Linked DNA regions of Mus musculus: all the other regions are linked to region 4. The links are chromatin contacts, called in public HiChIP or PLAC-seq and promoter capture Hi-C maps. All regions are on one chromosome and are shown on one strand. Each heading gives the region's core, a stretch centred on a gene start, on an enhancer-like site or on the middle of the called end of the contact. The rest is flanking DNA. Distances are from core to core; before and after follow the strand shown.

The links. Promoter capture Hi-C pulls out the DNA fragments that hold promoters and counts their contacts. HiChIP or PLAC-seq counts read pairs in DNA pulled down with a chosen protein or histone mark. Capture Hi-C pulls out chosen DNA fragments and counts their contacts.
Region 1: a contact with region 4 is called in a promoter capture Hi-C map of embryonic stem cells, with 2.6 times the contacts expected there. The contact joins the promoter of Parvb here to the promoter of Ndufa6 in region 4. A contact is called at or near these places in 1 of 39 promoter capture datasets (embryonic stem cells) and 1 of 115 datasets of contacts at active chromatin or transcription factors (pancreatic cancer cells).
Region 2: a contact with region 4 is called in an H3K4me3 HiChIP or PLAC-seq map of pro-B cells, with 4 times the contacts expected there. The contact joins the promoter of Tspo here to the promoter of Ndufa6 in region 4. A contact is called at or near these places in 6 of 39 promoter capture datasets (3T3-L1-derived adipocytes, the HPC-7 cell line, cranial neural crest and 3 more), 3 of 484 Hi-C or Micro-C datasets (LSK cells, myeloid progenitors and peritoneal macrophages), 13 of 115 datasets of contacts at active chromatin or transcription factors (T-cell acute lymphoblastic leukemia, astrocytes, bone marrow-derived dendritic cells and 10 more) and 1 of 9 other capture datasets (embryonic stem cells).
Region 3: a promoter capture Hi-C map of liver shows a contact between it and region 4, with 3 times the contacts expected there. The contact joins the promoter of Bik here to the promoter of Ndufa6 in region 4. A contact is called at or near these places in 11 of 39 promoter capture datasets (the 3T3-L1 cell line, 3T3-L1-derived adipocytes, HPC-7-derived erythroid cells and 7 more), 9 of 484 Hi-C or Micro-C datasets (cardiomyocytes, cerebellar granule neurons, cerebellum and 5 more), 14 of 115 datasets of contacts at active chromatin or transcription factors (astrocytes, craniofacial prominence, differentiating embryonic stem cells and 9 more) and 1 of 9 other capture datasets (liver).
Region 5: a contact with region 4 is called in a promoter capture Hi-C map of liver, with 2.2 times the contacts expected there. The contact joins the enhancer-like site here to the promoter of Ndufa6 in region 4. A contact is called at or near these places in 6 of 39 promoter capture datasets (cranial neural crest, fetal liver, hippocampal neurons and 3 more), 4 of 115 datasets of contacts at active chromatin or transcription factors (astrocytes, embryonic forebrain, embryonic midbrain and 1 more) and 1 of 9 other capture datasets (liver).
Region 6: a promoter capture Hi-C map of hippocampal neurons shows a contact between it and region 4, with 6 times the contacts expected there. The contact joins the promoter of Ttll12 here to the promoter of Ndufa6 in region 4. A contact is called at or near these places in 11 of 39 promoter capture datasets (the 3T3-L1 cell line, 3T3-L1-derived adipocytes, the C10 cell line and 7 more), 1 of 15 datasets of contacts at CTCF or cohesin (large pre-B cells), 2 of 484 Hi-C or Micro-C datasets (the N1E-115 cell line and bone marrow-derived macrophages) and 8 of 115 datasets of contacts at active chromatin or transcription factors (T-cell acute lymphoblastic leukemia, astrocytes, bone marrow-derived macrophages and 5 more).

What each region holds. Positions count from the first base shown.
Region 1 is chr15:84,230,584-84,234,452 of GRCm38.p6, reverse strand. It overlaps Parvb (parvin, beta), which reads right to left and starts at 2,410. Exons shown (of 13, transcript NM_133167.3): 1 at 2,267-2,410. The coding sequence starts at 2,381.
Region 2 is chr15:83,561,486-83,565,421 of GRCm38.p6, reverse strand. It overlaps Tspo (translocator protein), which reads right to left and starts at 1,849. Exons shown (of 4, transcript NM_009775.4): 1 at 1,778-1,849.
Region 3 is chr15:83,524,896-83,529,054 of GRCm38.p6, reverse strand. Bik (BCL2-interacting killer) reads right to left here and starts at 2,193. Exons shown (of 5, transcript NM_007546.2): 1 at 2,119-2,193.
Region 4 is chr15:82,351,546-82,355,801 of GRCm38.p6, reverse strand. Ndufa6 (NADH:ubiquinone oxidoreductase subunit A6) reads left to right here and starts at 1,511. Exons shown (of 3, transcript NM_025987.3): 1 at 1,511-1,721. The coding sequence starts at 1,574.
Region 5 is chr15:83,443,318-83,447,383 of GRCm38.p6, reverse strand. The region is part of intron 1 of Pacsin2 (protein kinase C and casein kinase substrate in neurons 2); the gene reads left to right. Among named protein-coding and RNA genes, the nearest start is that of Pacsin2, 19 kb to the left of the region's middle. Within about 2 kb of position 2,798, at least 48 of the 459 cell types and tissues checked have an H3K27ac peak or open chromatin away from gene starts, as enhancers often do. A contact at or near this core is called in liver, where this site is marked.
Region 6 is chr15:83,593,865-83,597,685 of GRCm38.p6, reverse strand. It overlaps Ttll12 (tubulin tyrosine ligase-like family, member 12), which reads left to right and starts at 2,529. Exons shown (of 14, transcript NM_183017.2): 1 at 2,529-2,737. The coding sequence starts at 2,576. It overlaps Gm52182 (a long non-coding RNA gene), which reads right to left. Exons shown (of 2, transcript XR_003951515.1): 2 at 2,240-3,349.

The DNA of each region.
Region 1 (3,869 bases), core at 1,161-3,660, 1.9 Mb before region 4:
TAAGAGCACCCGACTACTCTTCCGAAGGTCCAGAGTTCAAATCCCAGCAACCTCATGGTGGCTCACAACCATCTGTAACAAGATCTGACGCCCTCTTCTGGTGTGTCTGAAGACAGCTACAGTGTACTTACATGGAATAAATAAATAAATAAATAAATAAATAAATAATCTAAAAAAAAGAAGATAGATACATATATACATACATACGTAGACAGATACATTGATACATAGATTATAGATACATAGATAGATGCATAGATACATAGATGATAGATACATAGATGGTAGATACATAGATGATGGGTTCATAGATAATAGTGAGAAGCCGAGGAAGACACCCACCATTGACTTCTGGCCTGTACACGCGTGTACACACACATGAAACACACAGCAGCTGTAACCATTCATACTCTTAAGCATGCTTTTCTATGAAAGATTTTCTTTCTTAGGTTTTTATCTCCAACATCGCCACCCCCCATTCCCGGGCCCTCTTGACAGCTACAGCTTAGGATCATGGGGATTCCCATAGGCTTCCACACTGTGGCGCCCATTCCCAGGGCCCTGGAAGACTGAGCCTCTCCCCTTCTTTCCAAGGCCTTGACGTATCCACGCCACATCATAGTCACACATATGGTAAGCCACAAAAGGCTGGCACACACCTGCAGTTCCTGACACAGGCAAGACTGAAGCAGGAGGATCACTTGAACCCAGGGCTGAGTCCAGACACAGCAAAACGCCAGCTCAAAAACAAAAACTGTCGGGCGGTGGTGGCGCACACCTTTAATCCTAGCACTTGGGAGGCAGAGGCGGGCCGATTTCTGAATTTGAATCCAGCCTGGTCTCCAGAGTGAGTTCCAGGACAGCCAGGGCTACACAGAGAAACCCTGTCTCAAAAAAACTAAAAATAAAAACAAAGAAACAAAAACAAAATTTAACAAAACAAAACAGGTGATGGAAAGAACTCAGGTCTGCCACTGTCCTAACTCCTGAAAAGAAAATAGATTTCTAGGCAGGATGGCAACGTCGGCACTGAGAAACCAAAGACAACAGTGGGTGACCAAGGGAGACAAGGACTTCGGTCTCATTTAGGATACTGATGGAGATGCAGGCCAACCTGAAGGGTCTGGAATGGAAGACTTGAGAGGGGAAGAGCCCATTTGATTAGCAATAAACCCTAGGAAGAAGACCAGGCCTGCCTGCCCCCTGGACAATCTAGGTTGGTAAAGGGCATTCTGGGGTTGAAGGCCTGGGAAGGCAAGTCTGGGCAGAATGTGGGACCCACAGTGTCTTCACCGGTTCTATCAAAGAAGTTCAGCATTTCCCCACATGCCCTGCCTTTCAAGACACCTTGAAAGGCCAGAATGAGTCTGCCCATAATTTAGGACCTGGAGGTCCCTTTATGAGTAAATACCTCACGCCGGTCCTTTGGGCCCACAGGGTGATTATCAGTCACCTCTTAGGCAGGGCTTGCCCTGGAGGCCCAGGCTTTCTGGGAGTCAGTGTGGCTCCAGTGGCTGGAGGAGACCCTCAGCACACCCTAACTTGGGGGTCCCCAGGAAGTGTTGTCTCTGAAGCTTCTTTCTACCTGTCCTTTCTCAGAAAGCCCCTCCCATTCCTCGTGAGCTGCCGGAATCTCAGCCCAAGGGCAAGAGCCTCCAGGACAAAACAATAGAAAATTCAGGAATGTTTCTGCGAGGGGAGGGGAGGGAACTGCGGTACCTTAGGGCTCTGGCCAGAGGCGGAGAAGTTACATCCCTTGCAGTTTTGTTTTTTAAAAGTTTTGAAAGTAAAAAGTCGTTTTAAAATTACTTTCCTGCGCAGGGGGCATGACCTCCCCCCCCGCCCCTCCCCCCCGCCCCCTGCCCTTGCACTGGTTCCAGGCTTCCCCAGGCTCCTGGCCTGTGTGTCCTGTGCCCTTTCATTGACTCCCAGCTTAGGGACGGAGCCATGCTTGCAGGCATCACGCAAACAGTAGCCGGTCCTCTCTACCAGCATGTGTCCAATCACTGTGACGAGAGTGTCACACGACAAGGATGAGCACAGGAACAGTAGCTTGCTAGGCCTGTGTCCAGAGCAGAACGCACGTCCTATGCACTGGGCCAGCACTGCAAATGTCTTACGGACAGGGACCGGCCTGTCCCAAAGGTCGCGTAGCCTGAGCGCGACAGGAGGGCTCATTGGCGCCGCCGAGGCGGGCAGGGAGCGGACACACGGGGGACACCGCTGGCACCCGGCTGGCGCCAAAGGGACGCAGGGGCACACTCACCCTCCCTGGTCTTCTTCTTCCTTGCCAGTGTGCCGCCCAACTTGCCCAAGAAAGACTCGTCCTTCTTCATCTTGGGGGCCCGCGGGGTGGGCGACCGTGGTGGCGCGGAGGACATAAGCGAGTGCGCGCCACCCACCGCCGGCCGGGGAGTGGCCAGGAGGGCGCGGCCCCGGCTTCCCCGCCCCTGCCTACTGACCCCGAGGTCCCGGTGCTGCAGCTGAGCTCCCCCGCCCGCAATACAGCAGGACCCTGCGCGTAGTGCCAGGCACGACCGGCCCCCTTTTGTGCAGCCTCACCGTGCTGGAAGCCCAGAATCAATTAGTCCCACAAACATGTACGGTCAGATGTTGAGTCTCTGCCAGAATCCTGGCGCAGGACTAGGGCATCCCTTGAGTCGATGCTTTGGGTGTAGTGGGTGCCTTTGTGGGACAGTAGCCTCATACACAGTGACCCTTCCCCCAAGGCAAGCCCAGCCAAAGAGTTCCATGGGAGCCACGGGCTGGAAGAATCCGGGCAGCATGGGCACCCGGAGGAAGAGCGCAGGCCCCAGGGAAGGATGCTAGGCTAACAGCCATGACCAGGTTTGTGTTGCACAAAATTGATTGTTGCTGATTTGGGAACAGTAGATGATGAACAAGGATGGGACCAGGCAGGGAGGTTTACTAGGAGCGAAATGAACGTGTTTCTAGAGACGCTGCGGGGTAGAGGCAGCATGAGAACTGAGGCGTAGGCAGAGGGAAAACCAAATGGCCTGTGGCTCCAGCAGAAGGGTGGTTGCGTGGCTCAGCAGAGATAGGAGCTATCAGGGCCGGGGCGCAGGCAGCACCTAATCTGCTGGGAGGGGGGTGTGTGTGAGGGGGAGGTGTTTCTTCCTTCTCCCTTTGTACTGGCTCAGAGCCTCGCTCCTTCTGGCGAGCGGTTTCAGTTCAGTGCAGGAAATATTGACGCTGGCAGAAGGGGTGTAGCCAAGCTGGCTGTTCAGCTAGGATGTGCCTGGGCTCTCCTTGGGATTTGTCATGGAGAATGGGGTGCCCAGTATCTAAAGAGTTACAAGCCAAGGGTGGGATGGGCACAGTGGGGATCCCCTTAGGAGGAGAAGGATCAGAGAGGGCCAGGATTTGGGAAGAAATAGGGAAGAGAGAGTTGCTAGGGAAGGATGGTTTCCAAAGACCAAGATAAAAGTGTTGCCTCCCTCCACTATGATAGGAAGAAAACTCACAGACCTGGGCCAGGCATCTCTCACCCTGGCCCAGTTCCTGGCTGCTCTTATCTCTACTAAAGCACACCCCTCTTTGGCAGCACGGGACATTTACTTGGCTTTCCCAGGCTGACTTCCCTCTCATAACTGTCAGGGAGCCTGAGACCCCAGGATCCCGGAAATCTCAGAAATACAAACTCCCTGCATCCCACGTGACAGTGGTTAATCTGATTGTCAACCGGAGGAGAACTCCGATCACCTTGGAAACAAAGCTCTGGATGTACCCAGAGGATTATCTATCTCCTTTGGGTTAAGGAGGGACAGACAACACCAGGTCTCAATCGTGGGCAGCACCCCACCCCCACCCCCCACCCCCCACCCCCCACCCCCAGTCCCAGGAGCTGG
Region 2 (3,936 bases), core at 600-3,099, 1.2 Mb before region 4:
CACCAAGACCTCCCTGGAAAACTCCACCCAGGGTTGTGACTATCAGTTCAGGGACCACTCAGCTGCTTCCTCTAGGGGAGGAGGAGATGGCTACCTTTTCATTTCCAGAGAGCATCTTGGACAGAAGAATAAGGACTAGACAGAGGAGAGTATGGTAGTAGGCCTTCTCGATGGTCACCACCCCAGGGCCTCAGTAAAGGAGCCAAGCCTTACTCAAAGGCACTCACTCACTCAGTCAAACCTTCATGTACTCCCCACAGCAGCCACAGGGCAGGGGTCAGCCACCTCTCTTTGATCCACAGTCCCCAGAAAGGGTTTATTGCTAGTGTCACCTTCCAGGTAAAGAAACTGATATGGGGCTGGAGAGATGGCTCAGGGGTTAAGAGCACTGACTGCTCTTCCAGATGTCCTGAGTTCAAATCCCAGCAACCATACAGTGGCTCACAACCATCTGTAATGAGATCGGATGCCCTCTTCTGGTGTTTGAAGACAGCTACAGTGTACTTACATATAATAAATAAATAAATCTTTAAAAAAAAAAGAAGGAAAGAAAGGAAAGAAAGAAAGAAAGAAAGAAAGAAACTGATGGGGAAACTGTAGAACATTCCAGGTTGGTATCTCTACATCCACAATGACACTCGGCCACTCTCGGTCACCTTCCCTTGGGATACAATGCCCTGGGCAAGGATCAGGTCCACAGGCTGTCTCTCTTCTCAGTGTCTGATGGACACAGGCCAACAGCATCGCCCTCTCCATACTTAGCACCATCACTCCATAGAGCTTCGGGCCCCACCTCTTAGTAGGACAGCCAGAAAGGATGCCTGAGCCCTCCTTCTCCTAGGCTGCTATCTGTGAAGCTAGGTCAGAGCCAATGGGCCTGGGGTACCTGTTGCCCTGGGGCTTCCCTAGAGACTATGACCCAGAAACAGAAGGGAGCCGGCCACGCCCTCTTCCGTCCACTGCGTGAAGCTCCTCCCATCCTTGAGCTTTCCTTCCAGCAAAGCCGTTTCTGTCCCGAGGAATTTTAGGACTTTTTGTTTTTAACGAACTTGCAAATCCTCCTTATACCTTTTGCCAGCTTTTCTCATTCTGAAAGTAATCATCGCGCCAGCAACAGGTCAGTTAGGACCGGCAGGAACTGGTCACCATGAGGTCTGGGGTGTGGGGAAATGGCGTGGCGGAGTGGCAACTTTATCAAACAAAACTGGCTTTCAAGGCGCCGCTTGCACAACCCCCTAACAAGGGGAACACAAACAGAAGCCGAAAACTCCGATCAGAGAAAAGCTTAAAAAGCAAGCCTGCTGTCTGTCGGCCTCACCCCTCAGGTACCTACCACTATCAAGAGTTTCTAGACGCTGGCGGGTCTCAGCCCTGAGACGGCCAGGCACACACACGCAGTACCCAAGTTCACAAATCACTACGCAGGAGAAGCGTCCACACCACACATGCAGGCTTTGATCTCAAAGCAGGCTTAGGCAGCTGCCGCTCAAATCCTGGCTCCTGGGCTTTGCATAGTCTCGGTTTCCCACGGATCCCAGAACTCCTCTGCAGGGGAAGCAGGATTCCCAGCAGCCAGAGGCTATCTCCTCTTCCCGCCCAGCTGCCTCCAGCTGCAGCAGCCAACTCCTGCCTCACCGAGGTAGGCACAGGACATTGGCCGCTGTCCCCAAAGGCCAAACACCCTCAGCCTCAGCAGCACATCCTCGGGAGGAGTCCCTCCCGCTTGGACCTGGCCTCAGTTTCCCTTTTGGCTCCCCGCCGTCAGGGTCTCACGTACCCACAGCCCCGCTCACGCAGTCGCTGGTTGTTCCGTGAAGGACACTGCGCACAGAGGTTGGTAGCCGCTGACCCCGCCTCGCCCCGCCCCGCCCTGCGCCGCACCCGGAGGCACCCTGCCTTCCCAGGCCCGCCCTCAACCAGGCACCCCTCTTTTTTTCTCTCCTCATCGTGGGCCTGGACACAGAGGGGAGAGATGCATCGCAGACAGGCAGACAACGAATGCCACAGAGGTGGCACATGTTTGTATTTCACACCGAGACAGGAGGATGACAGTGAGCTCGCAGTCAGTCTGAGCTGCGTATTATATTCCCCCCCCCCCCCCCACTGTGCCTGGCTGAATTCTACCTATCATCTTATCCGTATTTTGTGTTTTTTGTTTGTTTGTTTATTTGTTTGTTTGTTTTAATGAGGGACTTGGGATATAGTTCCATTGTGGAGTACTTTCTGTGCACGCAAAGGCCCCTGAGTTTCAATCCCCAGCACTGCCCAAAATAAAGGAAAACAAAACTAACCGCTTTCTGCCTCTTGTGTTAGTAAGGCCCTAGGCGCTATGCCTGGCCACACCCACTTGCTGGCAGCCCTCAACCTCTTCCTGTGAGTCAATTAGAGTAGGCTGGCTGGGCAAGGAGCCCCACCAATCTGCCTGTTTCAACCTCCTGGGCCCTGGGATTATAACTGTGTACTACTATACCCAGGGTTTTAACACAGGTTCTGGAAATGAAACTCAGATCCTGGTGTCTGCAAGGTAAAGGTGAGCATGCGACCCACTAAGGTATCGTCCCAGTCCCGGGCTTCCTGTTCTTAACCAGCAGCACAGCAGCCGAAGGCGGTCTGATTGAGACATCTCTCAGCACACCTCTGCAGCCTTGCCAATCCCTGCGGCAACGGCTCTACATGCCTTGTACGTGCCTACAGCTTTTCAGTCTCTCTGCGCCCCTCTGGCGTACCCTTGTCTGCCTCCTGGATAGGTTTCACGTCCTATTGTGTATTTGCAAAGGATTGACTGTCACCGGGAAGGGGGAGAGGGAGCTGGGGGAGGGGATCTATGGTGGAAATTTAGTCCCCGTTGTGAAGAATCAAGAGGTGAAACCAAGTGGGACCAGGTGGACCTTGAGGTGACTATGTCCCAAGGATTCACGGTGTGGCCCCTATCCATTCACGATTCATTCAGGAATAGATCCATCGGTTATCCTGAGTGTAGGTCTGGTATCAAAGCCAGCCAGTGCAGGTTCTCGGATAGGGCCCCTCTTGTCAGATGAAGCCCTACATCCCTTGGATTCTGTAGAGAGTCTCCACCAGCAAGGAGGCTCTTGTGAGATGCAGCTTCTGACCTTGAACTTTACAACCCTGAGGACGGTAACTTGTACTCTATATAAATGGCCCAGTATGTCATTCAGTGATAGAAACAGAAAACTAACTGAAGCATCTTCCCTCTCAGTGGCTCATTTTGTCTAGGTTGGCTAGTCCTCCTAGAGCTCTTGCCAGAGTCCCTCTGTCCTTCAGATCCTTGGAAGTGGGTTGTGGTCCAGCGGCCTCATGCTGTGTGTTATGACATCAGTATGCAACTGTATACATCTCTGGCGCACTCGACTGTTGTTGCTACTACCTTCTTGCTACAGCCTGTGGATGTAAATTTGGGCTGCAAAGATTTGAAATTTTACAAGCACAGCCTCCTATGTGAGTTTAAACTTAGTCCACTGAGCCAGCAATCAAAGGACCTGACCTTTTTATTTTTTGTTTTACACGTGTGGGTATCTTACCACATATATGTATGCGTACCATGTCTGTGCCTGGTGCCCACAGAGGTCAGAAGAGGGCCTTGGACATCCTAGAACTAAAGTTAAGAGATGGTTGTGAGAGCTGGGCGTGGTGGCGCACACCTTTAATCCCAGCACTTGGGAGGCAGAGGTAGGTGAATTTCTGAGTTCGACATCACCCTGGTCTACAGAGTGAGTTCCAGGACAGCCAGGGCTACACAGAGAAACCCTGTCTCAAAACAAACAAACAAACAAACAAACAAACAAACAAACAAACAGATGGTTGTAAGAATTGAACCCAGCTCCTCTGGAAGAGCAGCTAGTACTCCTAACTGCTGAGCCATTTCTCCAGCTCCCATTTTTGTTTAATCTTTATTTTTGGAGTCTCCTGTATAATCCA
Region 3 (4,159 bases), core at 944-3,443, 1.2 Mb before region 4:
GCACATTTTGAGTTAAGAAAGTTAAAAAATAAGCAATAAAGACCCATAACCCCAGGATCTCAGAGGCAGGAGAATTGAGAGTTCAAAGACAGCCTGGGCTATAAAGTGTGAGACCCTGTCTCCGAAATAGAAAAAGAGCAAAGCACAGACAACCTTTAAAACCTAACTCTGGAGGAACAACTGAGAAACAGCAGCTCTGTGACTTTGAAGGGGAGGCGCTGTAGTTAGATATGACCTGGGGGTCTCCAAAGATTGGGGTGTTGACATTTAATCCCCTTGTGAGGTATTTAAAGGGGAAACTCAACCTCACTGTGGGGTTTAGAGGCCGGACCTTTGAGAGGTGGGTAAAATGTACAATGTATGTCTTCTGCCAACAAAAGGGAGTCACCCAAGATGGCCCTCAACCCCACATGAATCACAAGCCAGAATAAATTTTACTTCTTTATAACCCAACCCAATGCACTGTATCTTATTAGCAACAGAAAGCAGACTAAAAGTCAGCACTAGGGAAGCAAACCGAAGGATTGAGAATGCGAGGCTAGCCTCTGCTACATAGTGAGGCCTTACTTAAGAAAACAATGGTAGTATACACAGAGCTGTGAGTTCCATCCCCAGCTACAAATAACCTGGATACAGTAACTATACCTGGAATCCTAGAACTCAGGTGGTGAAGGTAAGAGAATCAGGAGTTTCAAGACCATCCTCAGCTACATAGTGAGCTGGGGGCCAGCCTAGGCTACATGAAACTTTGCCTCAAAACAAAACAAAGAAAGTCTCAAATCCTGGAGTATAGAGGGGAGAAAATTGGCAGGGTGGAGTGAGAGATGTGGGGAGGGGCAAGGCTGGGAGGTCACGAGTGCCACCTGCCCTAGGCAGGACACTAGATCCAAAAGCAGCCAAGGACCCCAGGTGACCCTTAGGTGTATACTTGTAAAGGAGCAACAGTAAACATGCCCCAACCTAGTGGAAATCAAGGTAGCATTGCCGAGCTACTCAGCCACTTCTTGGGAAAGGTCCCTCCCCACCAGGCTAAACCACAACGCAGTTTACAAACTCAACAAACTGAGGTCCAGAATGGTGGAGGAGCCTGTAGAAAGCTACACAGTCAGAACAGAAAGTAGGTCACAGGTAGAGAGGTTGGTGTGGCCTCTAAGAAAGCCCTCCAGGCTTTGAAGGAGCCAGCTCTATGTAGCTGTTGGGACATAAGCCTATCTGAAATGAGGCCTGCTTCCCTGAGGTTAAAATTAAGGTTCACTGACAACTCCCCCATCCCCCAAAGTAGGTAGGAGACCAGCCTTCTTGAGAGCTGCAGCTGGCTCCAAACCCCTGTAACAGTGTTATCACCTGCATCAACGCCAACAACAATAAACAACACTTTGTAGGGGTGGTTCAGTACACTTCAGAACAGCAATTAAGTTTATAAAACAACCTGCATCCGCATCCTGAAGGCCACAAGGTGGAAAAGTGACACAAGTATTGAACCCCCAGTGCTGGTTGTGGCTGGTACACCGGCGACCTTGCCGGCCCCTCGGATGCACTCCCAGTCCCTGCGCCTGGGCGCAGGCAGGTGGCTAGGAGCTTCGGGGAAATGATGGTCTGAACTACCCAGGTCGCCTAAGAAGGCCCTTCTGCTGCCCCTCGAAGACCTATATCCCCGGGTCCCAGAGAGGACAGATGCGAAGCTGGATTCTGTCGGGAACAGGTGTGAATTACCAGGTCGCGGCAGGGACGGTGCGAATCCCAGGATCCCCGAGGGAGGGACAGATGCGAACTCTCCGGTCCTCGCGGAGACAGGTGCCGACGCCATCTTCCGCCTGCGGCCCGGGCTCAGCCTGGCCGCCCTACTGTGGCAGTGCCGCGCCCTGGTCTCAAGCTGCTCCCCCTAAGTTTTCGACAACCAGGGCACAGCGACAACGAAGGCCACTTGCTCAGCGCGCCCTAGAACCAGGACACAAGGGCCACCCCAGTGCATGGACGCACAGCGAGACACGCGGACCAGACTAGCACCTTCTGGGGTGTCAGACGCAGAGGGGACGTTTCAGAGCCGGGGCCACCGAGGGATTTGGGCACGGGTCCCCAACTTTCCAGCAACTTGGGCTAGGGCTGCAAGACGCTTACCTGCCAAGCTGAGCTGGCGTAGCGGCGGGCGAACTGCCCGAACACCCTCTCGGCTGGGACGCCGGTGGCGGAGTCGGGGGCGCTGGCTGGAGGCGGGTTATTGTGAGCGGCGGGCTGGACCCTGATAGGTGGCCGCGCCCTCCCCGTCCCGCCCCTTTAACTCCTCCCTCCGGGGCTCCAAATCCCCGGTCCCAATAAGTAGCTACAGAACCCCTGTTTTAAAGTCGTTAGCTTGCAGACATTCCTCTGTCGCCTGTAGACCTGCTACTGTGTCCCCGCCAGTGCGTCTGCGAGTGTGCTTTCCGCAGACGCCGCCTCTGCCATCGCCGCGGCCAAACCTTAGCAAGGGCTGTCTACTTGGTCCTCATAGTACTCCTAAAGGCTTGGTGCTTCTGTGGCTTCCCTTTGCTCCCGCCTGCTACAAGTTCCGCACTGCACCTCCAAATCTCCCCCTTTCCCCTCTCTCTTCTCTCCCGGTGTATAGGGAGCTCTCCCAGCCCTCCTTTTGGCGAAGACTTAGGGTGAAGGAGAGGATCGGTAGGAGGTGAAATCTAGAATTACAGGTGAAGTGGGAGGAGTTCAGTCTCCAGTGCCCTGGAGCAGGGGCTCCGAGGTGAGTAAAGATGGAGCACTGGCCGAATTACAAAGTAACCACTATCTATACAACAACAAAACTTGTTTATCCCAAGTCAGCTCCTCTCGGGATAGCAGAGGTCAGAATCTGGGGCAGGTGCCTCCTACTGCGTGCTTTGTCAAGTAGTCAGCTGGACTCTTCCCTCTCCTGTCAGGAGAGGGGTGGTGATATTTGGGGTTCCTTAAATCTTCTCCTGACACGGGAAGGCAGCCCCTCCCCCCACATGTTAGAAGGTCCTCGGCAGAATTTAATCTTAGAGGCCTTCCAATCCTGCCACTCAGATCTTTCCAGTTCTGTGGTCCTTCTGTCACCTCCAAGCCCAGAAGCAAATTGAACCCTGATCTTTGGCCATTAGCCATCAGGGATTGTCACAACCTGGAGTTGGGGGCAGGGGACCTTGAAGCCTCTCTGCCAATACATTTTGCAGATGAATTTGCAGAAAATTGAGACTGAGAGAAGAGAGGCAGTGACAAGGGGTCTCACAGTCCAGAAAGACCTGACCGGTCAGCAGATGCGTTCTGTAAACAGTAGACAAGGTGGAGGAAGGAGGCCAGTTTGAGGTCAGATGGGGACTTAGGGGCCCAGGGGAGGGGGTGAGTGAAAATATTTAGCCTGCAAGATCCCCAAGGCAACAGGCTGATCAAATGGGAGGCTAGCACAGTGACTCAATCCCTGAACGGCCTGCCGCTGGGGAGACTAGGAAGTTGGGTAGGTTCCGGGCAATATAGCAAGAATTCATTATTTGGAGGGGTTTGTTTATTTGTTCGTTTGCTTTTTCAAGACAGGGCTTCTCTGTGTAGCCCTGGCTTTTCTGGAACTCACAGAGATGTGCCAGCCCCAGCCTCCCTAGTGCTGGGTTTAAAAGCATGCACCAACCACTACTACCACCAGGCTGAGAATCCATGTCTCAAATTACAAAGAAAAACTGGGTGTGTTGATACCCCTGTCATCTCAGGTTTGGGAAGTTGAAGCCGGGAGGCCAAGGCGTTCAAGGCTACATACACAGTTTTCCAGTGAGTTCCAGGAGAGCCTGGGGTACAAGAGACCCTGTCTAAAATAAATTAAAAGAAAGAGAGACAAATGAAGGGAAATGGGGCAAAATCACTTAAATAAGAGTGCGCCTTCCTGTTAGTGCTCCATAATTGGGTCAGATGCAAGAAGTAATACAAGTGGTGACAATGGGGACCGCCACCTTCTGTCCCCAGGGCTCACATTTGCTCTTCTCTTCCCTTCTTTTGAAACATTTATTCATTCATTCTGTTGGAGAGGGGACTATGTGTGTGAAGGTCAGAAGACAACCCTCAGAGGTCAGTTTTCTCCTTCACCATGTAGATCCCGTGTTCTGTCCCTGAGCCACTAGGCTATGCACCCTGCTCCCTGAGAGGACCATACTCAGGGACTTGCCCC
Region 4 (4,256 bases), core at 262-2,761:
ATGCAGGTGCTTAATAGAGGCTAGAAAAAAGGTTACTGGGCCCCTTAGAGCTAGTTATGGTAGTTGTGAATCATCCAACATGGGTCTATAAAGAAAGTCCCAGGTTAGCCAGGTTTCAAAAAGGAGGGGAGAGAATAAAAGAAAAAAACAAAAATCAATAATGTGGTGGTTTGGGCCCCATAAGTTCATGTGTTTGAATGCTAGGTCCCTAGTTAGTGGAACTGTTTTGGGAAGGACTAGGAGGTGTGGCCTTGTTGGAGTATGTGGCCCTTGTTGAAGATGTGTCACTAGAAGTGACTAGAGGCCGGCCCAGTCTTTCTCTATTGTAAGACCTCAGCTGCTGCTTCAAGGCCACTCATGCCTGCCTGCTGCCATGCTCTCCTCCATGAGAGTTTAAATGCTGTGTGCTGAGCATATCTGTGTGCATTGTACTTTGACTGGAAGTACTGTTTGTTCAAATCACCACAAAAATATCCATAAAAGCATGGTGCACTTACTATATTAGAATGTCGTTAGGCAGCAATTCTTCAGCTTTTATTTATATAGCAGCGAATATATATAGATATATACCATAGAGTATAGATATAGATTAGATACAGAGGTAGATATAGCTTCCATGGTTTGGGATGTAAAATCCCTAGTCTAAAATGGAAATGATTAGGCTAGGTGAAGTAGCACTAAGGAGACTGAAGCAGGGGAAATGTGGAGTGCAAGGTCAAATGTAACTGCGGGGCTGGAGAGATGCCTCAGTGAGTGCTTAAGCACTCTAACTGCTCTGCCAAAGGACCTGGGCTCAATTCCCAGCTCCACAAAGCAAATCATAACCGTCGGTCCCAGAGGAATCCATAGCCTTCTTTTGGCCTCCATGGACTCCAAAAAGCACACGTGGCGCACACCTATACAAACATCCAAAACACCCACACACATTTATTTACAAAAAGGCAACCGCAAGTGCTGTGGGCACAAACCTGCAGAGGCAGAGAAATCACTGCAAGCTCTGAGGCCAGCCTGGCTGGTCTACGTAAGTGAGTTCCAGGCCAGGCGCAGTGAGACGACAACTCAAAACAATGGCATGAAGTAAGTAAACAAACGGGGCTGAGAAACGCCAAAAAGCTCAAGCCAGAGGCGCTTTTGCGATCGACACCATGTCTACAAGAAAACGGTTTTCCGGAAGCACATACACAATATGCTCAGCAGTACGCACTGTTGCTGCGGAAAGACTGCCATTGCCGCCTGGCACCGTTATCTATGCCCGAGGTCTTCTCCTCCGAGCCTGCCAACCACGGCGCCTGGCTGAAGGAACAAACTTTTGGTAAGAGCAGACAGAGCGCCTCACCGCTGCCTGAAGCCTCGACGCTGCGCCTCCTGGTGGTTCCTCAGCGCCGCCGTTGAACGAGCCAACCCCGGATCGGTGTTTCCGCGGTAGAGCATGCGCATTGCAGAGCCCGAGGCTTCCAGCCAATCAGAGAGCCCTAGTCCAGTCAGTCCTTCCCTCTGCACTGCAGGAGGCACGGCAGCGAGTCCCGTGGCACCGCGCGTGCGCACGCTGAAGGGGCGGGGCTTCCTCGGCAAGATGGCGGCCGCGGCCACCGGCCTGCGCCAAGCTGCTGCTGCGGCAGCCAGTACCTCGGTGAAGCCCATTTTCAGTCGCGACCTGAACGAGGCCAAGCGGAGGGTGCGCGAGCTCTACCGCGCTTGGTATCGGGAGGTGCCGAACACCGGTGAGAGGCAGGGGTGCATTCGGGGCGCCGGAGGCACCTGCCCAAGGTCTCTCGGCCGAGCTGAGGTCACGTAGTGGGACAGAAACGAGCCCTGGGCTTCGGGGGAAGGGGGTCACCCGAGCCAGAGTGCCCCACACCGGGACAGGGCTTCCGAGCGCCCCAGTTGCTTTGGTGGCCTTTGTTCCTTATTTCTTATGGAGCCCCTGGGAGGGGCGTCCGCGGTCCTGAGCTAGCCCCGGGTGCTTCTTGAACCCAGCTTTACAGTTCCAGAGAAGGTTCTAGATGCCCATTCGATTTTGTAACTAAAGTGGCGAAGGGCTTTAGCAGTTATCTGTTACTTAGTCTGGAGAACAAACTGCATCACGAGAGGGAAACGACTTGACGAAGGTCACCCAGTAGCTGCCTGCTGCCCTTTGAAGCCTCCAGACGAAATGGCCCCTCAGAGCTCCCCAGCTTTGCTCACTAGATCAGCTTGCCCCAGAATTTTGAAGTCTAACCCCCTTCTGCTGCAAAACACGCCTTTTCCCGTAGGTGGGAGAATCTAGTCTGTTCACCTGAGTGGCGAGTGTGAATCTGCAATCTTGGTTGTCTCCCTCAATGCTGCCACTGTAGTGGATTTTAAAAGGGGGTTAGCGAGAGTTCAAATGTCCTACATATGTCAGGGACATCTTTTGTTGTTGAGTAGACATGTATTTAACTTGAGCTGATCTGAGGGGAAAGGCGTTTTCCAATGAGTAACAACAGCTCCACAGCACGCCTCAGCACTGCTTGAGAGGCAGCCACACTGTCCTCAGTTTCGACCTTTATTAGCTGTGTGACCTTGGGTAAGATTTTTCACCGGTATTTGCTCATCTGTGAAATGGCCATAATACTGTCTTCTTCCGGGAGTTACTGTATTAAATAGGTTACTTAAGTAACTGATATAAAACTCGGGGGAGGCACTGATGGGAGAAGATTCCTCTTAGTTATTAGAACACAGACTGGAGAAAAAACAAAACAAAAAAACCATGCCCACCTCAGGCTGGAGTTTACCTGACAGTAGTTATAATACTGCACCCTTCAGTCTCTGGGCCTGATGCTTCACAAATACTAAGATTCTGAGTGACGGGTTCTGTCTCAACTTAAACTTGTCTCAGTTTGTCATTGTACAGTTCTTTCCTGAAATCCCTGTGTGCGCACTGACCTTGGTGACAGCTCTCTCAGAACCTAGCCTAGTGTTCACCATTTCTGCAATCACTGAATTGGAGTATAACAAAAGATTCAAACCTGATTTAGACACAGCATGATTTTGTCTGTGTTTTTGTGACTTTTTGTTGTTTTGTTTTTCTGAGACAGCGTCTCACATTGTAGCCTTGGCTGGCCTGGAACTTGCTACGTAAACCAGGCAGGCCTTGAACTCAAAGAGCCATCTGCCTCTGTGCTACCACACCGGGCTTGGTTTTGTTTTTGGGTGTTGTGTTTTGGTTTGGTTTGTTGTTTTTTGTTTTTTTGAGACAGGGTTTTTCTGTATAGCCCTGGCTGTCCTGGAACTCACTTTGTAGACCAGGCTAGCCTCGAACTCAGAAATCCGCCTGCCTCTGCCTCCCGAGTGCTGAGATTAAAGGCGTGCGCCACCATGCCCAGCACTGTTTTTGTTTTTGTTAAGGTTTTGCCTCAATTCTGGGATTAAAGGCATCTGCCACCATGGTTGGCTGATTGCAGTTTTATAGATCAGAGTGGACATGTCACAAGAATGGCCAGTGCACAAGGTATCTTCACTAAATGAATATACTGACCTCTGTAGCCAGAATGTTTAACACCTAGTGATCCTTTTGTATCCTTGGTGTCCTCAGCAAATCTGCCGAAGGCTGAGTGTCAGGGGATGGGTGACTAAAGCCTGCTTTTCTCTTTTGAAACAAGATCTTGCTGTGGATTCATAGCACCATACACAGCCACGGCAAACCTCCAGCCTGTAGGCTGGGTTTACAGTCCTGTTACCACTAAGTCCAGTTTACAACCTAATCTCCAAAGGACACCCATGTAGCACATTAAGTTCAGTCACCTGAGTTTGTGCCACTGTTTAGCCACTGACTTAATAGATTGGTGAATACTGTGACTTTTTAAATGTATTTTATTACTTTTTAAAGTTGTGTGTGTGTGTGTGTGTGTGTGTGTGTGTGTGTGTGTGTGTGTGTGTGTGTGTGTATGGGAGGGTGCAGGTAAATCCCAAGTGTCCGCAGAGGTCAGAGGCATGGGTGGGTCCCTGGAGCTGGAGTTACAGGGTTTTTGAGTTGCCTGACATGGTTGCTGGGGATTGGAAAGGCGATGCTGAGCCACCTCTCAGCCTCCTCCCTTTTTAAGGGAAGAGAAGTTTATTGTGTTCGGTTTCAGTCCCTTATCTGGGGGTGGTGGTGCAGGGTGGTGTGACTCATGGCTCCACAGTGGCAGCCTTGTATCTTGTTTGCAGTCATAGGTGACTGTCCCACTCTCAGTTAAGGCTTAGAGTCATGTCCTTCCCCAGGTTGTCTGATGGTTTGATTACAGCCTTCCCTCCCT
Region 5 (4,066 bases), core at 1,549-4,048, 1.1 Mb before region 4:
GCATAGGTCTGTAATTCCAGCTCTCAGGAGGCAGAGGTAGGCGGATCTCTGGTCTGCAAAGGGAGTTCTAGGACAGCCAGGGCTGTTACAGAAATACAGTCTTGAAAAACTGAAAAAGAAAGAGAGAGAGAGAGAGAGAGAGAGCGAGCCTTTTGTCAGTGGCGGTAGAGCAAGCAGTGTTCTTTTTATTGTTGTTGCTTGTTTGTTGAGATTGGTCTCACTCAATTCAGGCTGGCCTGGAACTTGTGTAGCTGAGGATGACCTTGAACTCCCCGAGTGCTGGGATTACAGGTGAGTGGCTGGCTTGTGAAGAGTGTTGTTATTTGACAGTGTAAAAGGTTAGGGCTTTGTGGTGTTCCCCCAGATTTCAAACACCGAGCAATAATAACTAACGCACTGTACTCTGCTGCCTTTCGAGTGGAGAGCTTGATAATGTTTGGCATGTGCAGACACTGTTGCCGTCGTTCCCACCAGTCAGTAGCTCTCCTCTGCCGTTCTGTAGCCCTCCACTTACCACTTCCCTCTTCCACCTCCAGGTAGGAAGCCATTGTCCTGTCTGCTTGCCTTAAAATGTAGACACTTAGGACTTGATGAAGAGGATGTTTGCAGGTTTGTGTATCTTAGGCTAAGTTTCAGATGTAAAATCTTTGCTTAATTCAGGGTCATGAACATTTTGTCCAGGTCTTACAGGTCTGGGTTTTACAGCTGGGCTGTGATCCATTTGAGCCACTTGTGTTTATGGTGGGAGATGTATAGAAGGCCTGTGTCCCTGAAACAAGAGCTAGTTGTTTCAGGACCATTTACTAAAGTGTTCTCTGAATTTTAAGGGAAATTTTTCTCATTGGTCTGGGACTTGTGGTTCTGGGCATTTGGGTGTCTTTGTGTTCTTGGCTGCTTTTTATTTCCTGTGCTTCATGTAATGTCTTTAGCCCCTGATGGCAGGGCCCTGTCATAGGGTAGCAAGTTATAAAGGGGAGGGTGATGCTTGACCAGATGTACATGGGCTTTCTCCCTACTCAGGTTTGCACAGAGCCCTGGACACAGAGGCTTTATGGACATCCTTGTTGGTGGCTCCTGGGTAGTGTCTCATTTCCAGAGGTGAGCCAGCACAGAGAAGTGAGGGTACAATAAACCTTCTGTGTCTGGGTAGGTGGGATGGCTCCTAGGCTGGGGATGTGGCTGTGTGGAGGCTACCTTGGGTAGGAGGGGCCTAATAGTGGGGTGAGTGAACCTGGCTCCTCCATGCTCTGACTATTCTTGGCCAGCTACATGCCTGTGTAAGTAGCGGTGTTTGTTCTTAGTCAAAGAGAGGTCTGGACAGTCTCTAGGCTTGCCATTCCCAGGAAGTGGAATGTTTGCTCTGCTTTGGGCCTGGGTGGGATGCTGTGGTCTTTCTAATGCCACCGTCTGCCCTATAGGGGTTCTCCACTTTGCTCCAAGTACCCAGCCAGCTTCATATGAGCCTCTGAGCAGATGACAAGGAAACTGAGGCTCGGAGGAGCCCACATGTCGGGAGCCCTTGGGCTGTGTGTTTGCCTATTAAAGCCTGAAGGACTGGTTGGCTTGCTATTCTTGCACTCCTCTTCTTAAAAGAGTGGTTCCTAGGCCATCCCAGTCTTCATTGTCAGCAGTGGAGAAGAGAAGGGTCAGAGGATTGAAAGTACAGCTCTTCAGTGGCTCTTGGTAGCCCTCACAATAAAGCCCAGCCTTGTAGAATGGCCTCTGCCTACCTAATGTCTCTGCACATTCCTGCGTTTCTTCCTCCAAGATTCCCCTGCCCCCCACCTTCAGTCTTTGTCCTCACTTCGCCTTCCTCTCCAGGACTGCCTGCCATTCTAGTTAGTGTACTGCTCCTCATTTCCCAGAGGATTTGCTGAGGATGCTCTGTCTTTTTAAAATGGAGCCCAGGCGTTAGCTTTGCAGTGGTATAAGCGGATGGTTATGGAATCTACAAAGGGGCCTGGTGAGGACCTGCGGCTTGGGGATCATTTCTCTGTGTGCGGAGGGGCTGTCTAGGTTGCACTGGGCTTACTGCTTTTTTTTTTTTTTTTTTTTAAGATGAGAATTATACTGACTGTCCTTTCTCTTTCTTTCTTCCTCCCACTTCCCTCTCCCCTTCTCTCTTCTTTCCTATTACTGAGGTGGGGTCCCACTGTGTTATAGAATCTGGGATGTGGGATGGCATTAGAACTATGTAGACTAGGCTGGTCTCACACTTGGGACGGTTCTCTGGCTTCTGCCTCTGGCATACCGGAATTACAGGGATGAGCCACTCACCCAGCTCCTTGGTTGTCTATTTTTAGATCATGGATGTTTAAGCTTATATATGTTCTTCCCCTCCACCCCCCCCCCCGGATAAAAAATTCGTATCTCTAACACAAACGTATATTTTATTTTTGTGTGAGTGCAGAAATGCACGTGCCCCAGTTTGTCTGTGGCAGTTAGACAACTCTTGGGGGTTGGTTCTCTCCTGCTACCTTGTGGGATGTGGGAATTGAACTCCTGTAGTTAGCGATTCGATTCCTATAGTAGTACCTCCAAATGTGTCTGCTGTGGGAGTTTGGACAGTAAGTTCAAAGACTCATTTGAGTTCTTGCAGTGTTTCTTTGGAATGCAGGGGTTGGGCCACTGTTGATTAGAATGGCTCAAGGCTGGTGTCTCTGAAGTCAGTGCTTCCGCTCCGAGTGGCTTAGGAACATTGCTGCCTTCGCTGGTCTGTAGGCCTGCAGCTGCCTGGCTTAGCTCTTGTTCGGCTGTAGTTCAGGGAGGGTGCGGGGAGGATTCCTGGCTTGCATACCTGAGGCACATTCCTACAGGCTCTTGGGGTTCTGACCTTTGAACCAGATTGTTTCAGTCACTGTGTAGTATCTTCTTTTAGTTAACTAGGAACAGGATTGAGCAATCTCATTTGATTGCCTGGTGTTTCACGGAGCTAAGGGATGTAGGGATGTAGAAGAGGAAAGGGGACACAGGCGGGGTAGAGGGGCATAAAAGGTTGGGGTACATGAACATGAGTTCAGGTTTATCTCATTGTCAACTTCTGTTTCCAGTCCAGCTTACCAGTTCAGTCTGAGTGTGCCTCTTCAGCAAGTGCCCTGTGCGTGAGAGCTTTCTGGGGCATTTGGCAGTGGTAGACAGGGAAAGGTGCTTGGGAGGACCTCCATCGGGTTGTCCTCTGTCTCTATACATGTAGCTCCCAAAGAAATAGACAGTCAGACAAACAAATACATGTAAAGAAGAAAAGAGAGACATTCCAGTGCCCTCTATTCTCCCTAGCACACCCAAGTTTTTTGCTCTCTTCCATGTTCTTTGGAAGTGGGTATTTAAAATACAATTCTTAGAGGCCTTATGGTGTGACTACTGGTCTGAACACGATGGTGTGGGTCAGTGGGGTAGTGGTTGTTGGAAGGAAAGTGGGCTATTTTGAGTTATTTGTAATGAAGTCCTGGAGGGAAAAGCCAGCTGCTGTGTTGAGGGGTGTTGTCTAGATACCTGAGGCAGAGCTCTTCCTATGGGACCCTGAGCAGCCTGGATGTATGTATGTAGCCGTGCATATTTAGGCTCCAATTCTTACTGCAATTCTATATGGTCAGGGTTGTGATTGTACATAGAGGGCCAGAGAGGTTGTCAGTGCCTGCCCGGGGCCTGGAGACACAGCTCAGCAGTTAAGATCCTTGACGCTCTTCCAGAGCACCCACGCTTGGTTCCCAGCACCCACAGCAGACAGCTTCTCTGGAAGATCCAGTCCTTCCTTTGGCCTCTAGAGACACCTGCACACACAAGGCAGAGAAACACACATGAATACATAAATAAAAAGAAATCTTTCAACTTACATGTCTAGTAAGTGACTGAGTCAAGATTTGAACTTGGATTACTCTCAGTATGCAGAGTCAGAATCCCATCTCTCTCCAGAGTTGTGAACTAAGCATTGGGTGTGGCAGCCTTGTGGGCCATAAAGGAGAGATTCTTTTAGTCAGGGCTTTCATGGAGCAACTTTAGTATCTGAATGTATATAGAGCTGCACACTTATTTATAAAACTCACAGAAGCGGTCTGTGTCTTAGTTG
Region 6 (3,821 bases), core at 1,280-3,779, 1.2 Mb before region 4:
TGTACCAACCTTGCTTTTTGGCTAGAAGTTCTGCTTCTGGCTAGCTGTCCATGCTAACTGAAATGTGTCAACCCAGCATATGGTTTATGTGCTTAAAAACTCGTCCTGAGAAAGGCCAGGGACTGGACTACTCTATGATCCTGAACTGTTAATAAAGTTTTTTTTTTGTTTGTTTGTTTGTTTGTTTTTTTAGCTTAAACCTTTGTCTGAGCAGTCTTCTCTGGCAGATATCCCAAAACGCAATAACCTGGGAATGAGAACAGACTAGAACCAGCAGCATTCAAAAATCATAGTCCAAGCCTGGCTGTGGTGGCACAGGCCTTTAATCCCAGAATTTAAGAGGCAGAAGCAGGCAGATCTCTGAGTTAGAGGCTGGTCTAGTCTTCAGAGAAAGTTCCAGGATGACCAAGGCTACACAGAGAAACCCTGTTTCAAAAAAGCCAGATAGATAGATAGATAGATAGATAGATAGGCCGACCGACTGACTGATAAATAAATACCATAGTCTAGTCAAGTGTAGTGGCTCACAACTTGATTCCCAACACTTGGGAGGCAGAGGCAAATGGATCTCTTGTGAGTTCCAGGCCAACTTGCTCTACATAGTGAGTTTCAAGACAGCTAGGGCTATATAGTGAGACACTGCCAGGGTAAAAAAAAAAAAAAAAAAAAAAAAAAAAAAAGTCCAAAGTGCCTTAAGCCTGAATAAAGTCTGAATACAAATCGATTCAATTTGCTAGGTAAAACTGAGGGAGGTTTTTCTAGGATCCAGAAAGAGGCCGCTGCTGTTTCCTAGCCCATGGTGGCCCCCTGCCCTTGGGGTGGAGGCAAACAGCCAACACTAGGCTATCTAACTAGAGCACCAGGGTTAGTGATACTTGCCAGTCACCAGGGACAGGGATGGAATCTTCTAAAATTGTGCTTTATTCATAGAGTCAGCAATCGGAGAAGGCAGCATTAGATCCTTAAAGGGGGCTGGAGAGGTTGCTCAGTGGTTAAGGGCACTGGCTGCTCTCACAGAGTACTGGGATTCAGTTCCTAGCATCCATATCTGTTCTCAAACATCCATAACTCCAGTTCCAGGTGATCTAGAACACCCAGAACTTCTCCTAACCTCTGCTGTTGTAAGGTAATTCCACCAGAGAATACACACAGACTCTCTGAAAGCTGAAGAGAGTCTGTGTTGCTGGCTGGAAGCTGCTTGGCGAACTTCCCAAAATCACCCAGCCCCGTCCTCACAGTTTCTCTCTCTTATGCAAGGATATTCAAACCATCACATACATCTATTGAAAAAAATTTTAAACTACCCTCTATCTCATCTCCATCTAGCAAATTATATGATGAAATGATCCATGCAGTCATTGATTGATTGTTGAGGGCTTGTGGGTATATGAGTCCATGCATACAGGGAGGGAGTGTGCCATGTGCAAGTGGAGGCTAAAAGAAGATATTGGGTATCCTCATCTGCCTTTCTCTGCTTAATTTCTTGAGACAGAGTCTTTCTCTGAATTTAGGGCTCTCTTTTCCTCGATAGACAGGAAGCAAGAAAGCGGCTGGAGGTGGTAACTTATGCCTTTAATCCCAACACTTGGGAGGCAGAGGCAAGCTGATCTCTGCACTTGTGGAATAACCCTTTTGATGGCACACCAAGTTATCACAACCTTTGAATTCAACAAGGCATTCCAAGGACTGAGAAGGCTCCTCCAATCCCTAGAAAGATCTGTCCACCTTTGAGATATAACTAGGATCCCCACACGCTGGTGTCTCCCAATGCTTGACAGGTGGAGGGAGGAAGGGTTCAAGGCCAGCCTTCGAAACAAAGTGAGTTTCTTGGTCAGATTAGTCTGAGCTGAATGTGACCCTGTGGCAATATGATGATGATAACCAAGCCCTAGCAAATGGCTCAGTGGTAAAGCATTTGCCATGCAATCTTAATGACTTGCGTTTGATAAAAATGGAAAGAGAACAGACTCTACAATGTTTTGTTCTTTGCTTTCCACAAGTGCGCTGTGACACACACACAAACACACACACACACACACACACCAAAACAAAATAAAACAAAACAAGTCTGGGAAAATGGCTTAGTAGTTAACTGCTCTTGCAGATGACCCGGTTTGGATCCCAGCACCCCATGTGTAATTCCAGTTCCAAGGGACCTGACGCAGTCTCCTAACCTTCATGAGCCATATATGCACTTACATACACACTCATACACGTAAAATAAAAGCACTCACACACGTAAAATAAAAAAATAAAAATTTTAAACTAAAATTAAAAAAAAAATTCAGGCGAAACAAGATTGCAACCAGCGCAAGGGGGAGCACCTTCTGCCTCTTCCCGACCCCCTCCCCATCTCAGCTTCACCGGCTCCTTGAGGACAATCTCTCCTGATTCTGACTCTCTGGGGCTTCTAAGCAGCGTTCCCAGAATCCCTCGCGGCAGTCCTGGGATGAATGGAGAAGACACGCCCCCAGCGCGCGTGCGCACTCTTGGAACCTCGCAACCCAGGACGCAGGCGCGTGCGCGCCGTCCGCTTAAATCCTGCGGTGGGCGGCGCCGTGCTCTTCCGAGCACTATGGAGATCCAGTCCGGGCCGCAGCCTGGCAGTCCCGGCCGCGCCGAGAGGCTGAACGCGCGGCTGCTGGACGAGTTCGTGTCGCTGCACGGCCCTACGCTGCGCGCCTCGGGAGTCCCAGAGCGACTATGGGGCCGCCTTCTGCACAAGCTGGAGCACGAGGTACGAGATGGCACGGGCTGCGGGCAGGCTATGCGGTCGAGTGGGGAGCACAGCTCAGCAGCTCTGAAGGGGAGCCACTTATAAGTTCAGGAGCAGGATGTACCTGGGAGTCAGAAGGGTACAGGCCGAGAGATGCGCCTGTGCCGCCATCCTGCAGGGTTATGGGCCCGCCGAGGATGCGCAGGGACCTGCAAACCGGCATGCGCTTGGCTCGCAGCATCCCAACGCCTCGGTTGATATATTAAGAGTAGAACTCGCGACTCCACTTACGGATGAGGAAACTGAGGCTCCGGCGGATGCAGGAGCTCCTGTTAGATTCAAGCTACACCGGCATCATTTCAGTCAGCTCTGTGCAGCTCTGCTTAGTCCGTAGAACTCTGTGGAGTTGTTTCCCACGGCGTGAGTAGCAGGTCTCCCTTTGTACACTAAAGAGAATGGAGGCCCTGAGACATGGAGACGACGCTAAGAGAGGGTTTAGAAGGTCTCCCCCATCTTTTGAGAGAATGGCTCCATCCTTCACCTGAGCTAGGCTTCCACGGGGTGCCCGGCTTCTTCCGTCGGAGAACAGGGTTTGGGTGATGAAGACAGCAGCTGCTAGGCTGGGCGGAGGGTCTTTTGCGAAGCAAGAGCTTGGTTTTTCACAGGACACCACCTCCTATCTGAGACCCACTAAGCCTTCAGGTGACTGGGAGAGTCCAAAAGCTAGGATTCCCCGGTGCCTCTCAATGGGGTAGGCTTACCCTCTTTGATCTAGTTCCACACTGTGTATGGGCCAGATATTTCCTGGTTAAGCCTATACGTAGGGCTGTACTGCAGCTCACTATAGCATGCTGGCGGTTGGGAGGCGCCTCAATCCTTAGCCCTGTGGGACAGTAAAAGAGGAGGAGCCAGCCTTGTGCTAGTGTTACATTGTTGATGGTCCTGGGCAATACCGTGAGGTTATAACTGGCCGTCAGCCCCAGGGCAAGCAGCTGTAGTGACCGGTTTGGTAGGTGGAGTATTAAGTGATTTCTCTACTTCAGTCTGATTATCAGATATTACTACATCATTGGTCGAGGCTCATCTGTCAGTGGCACCTCCTTAC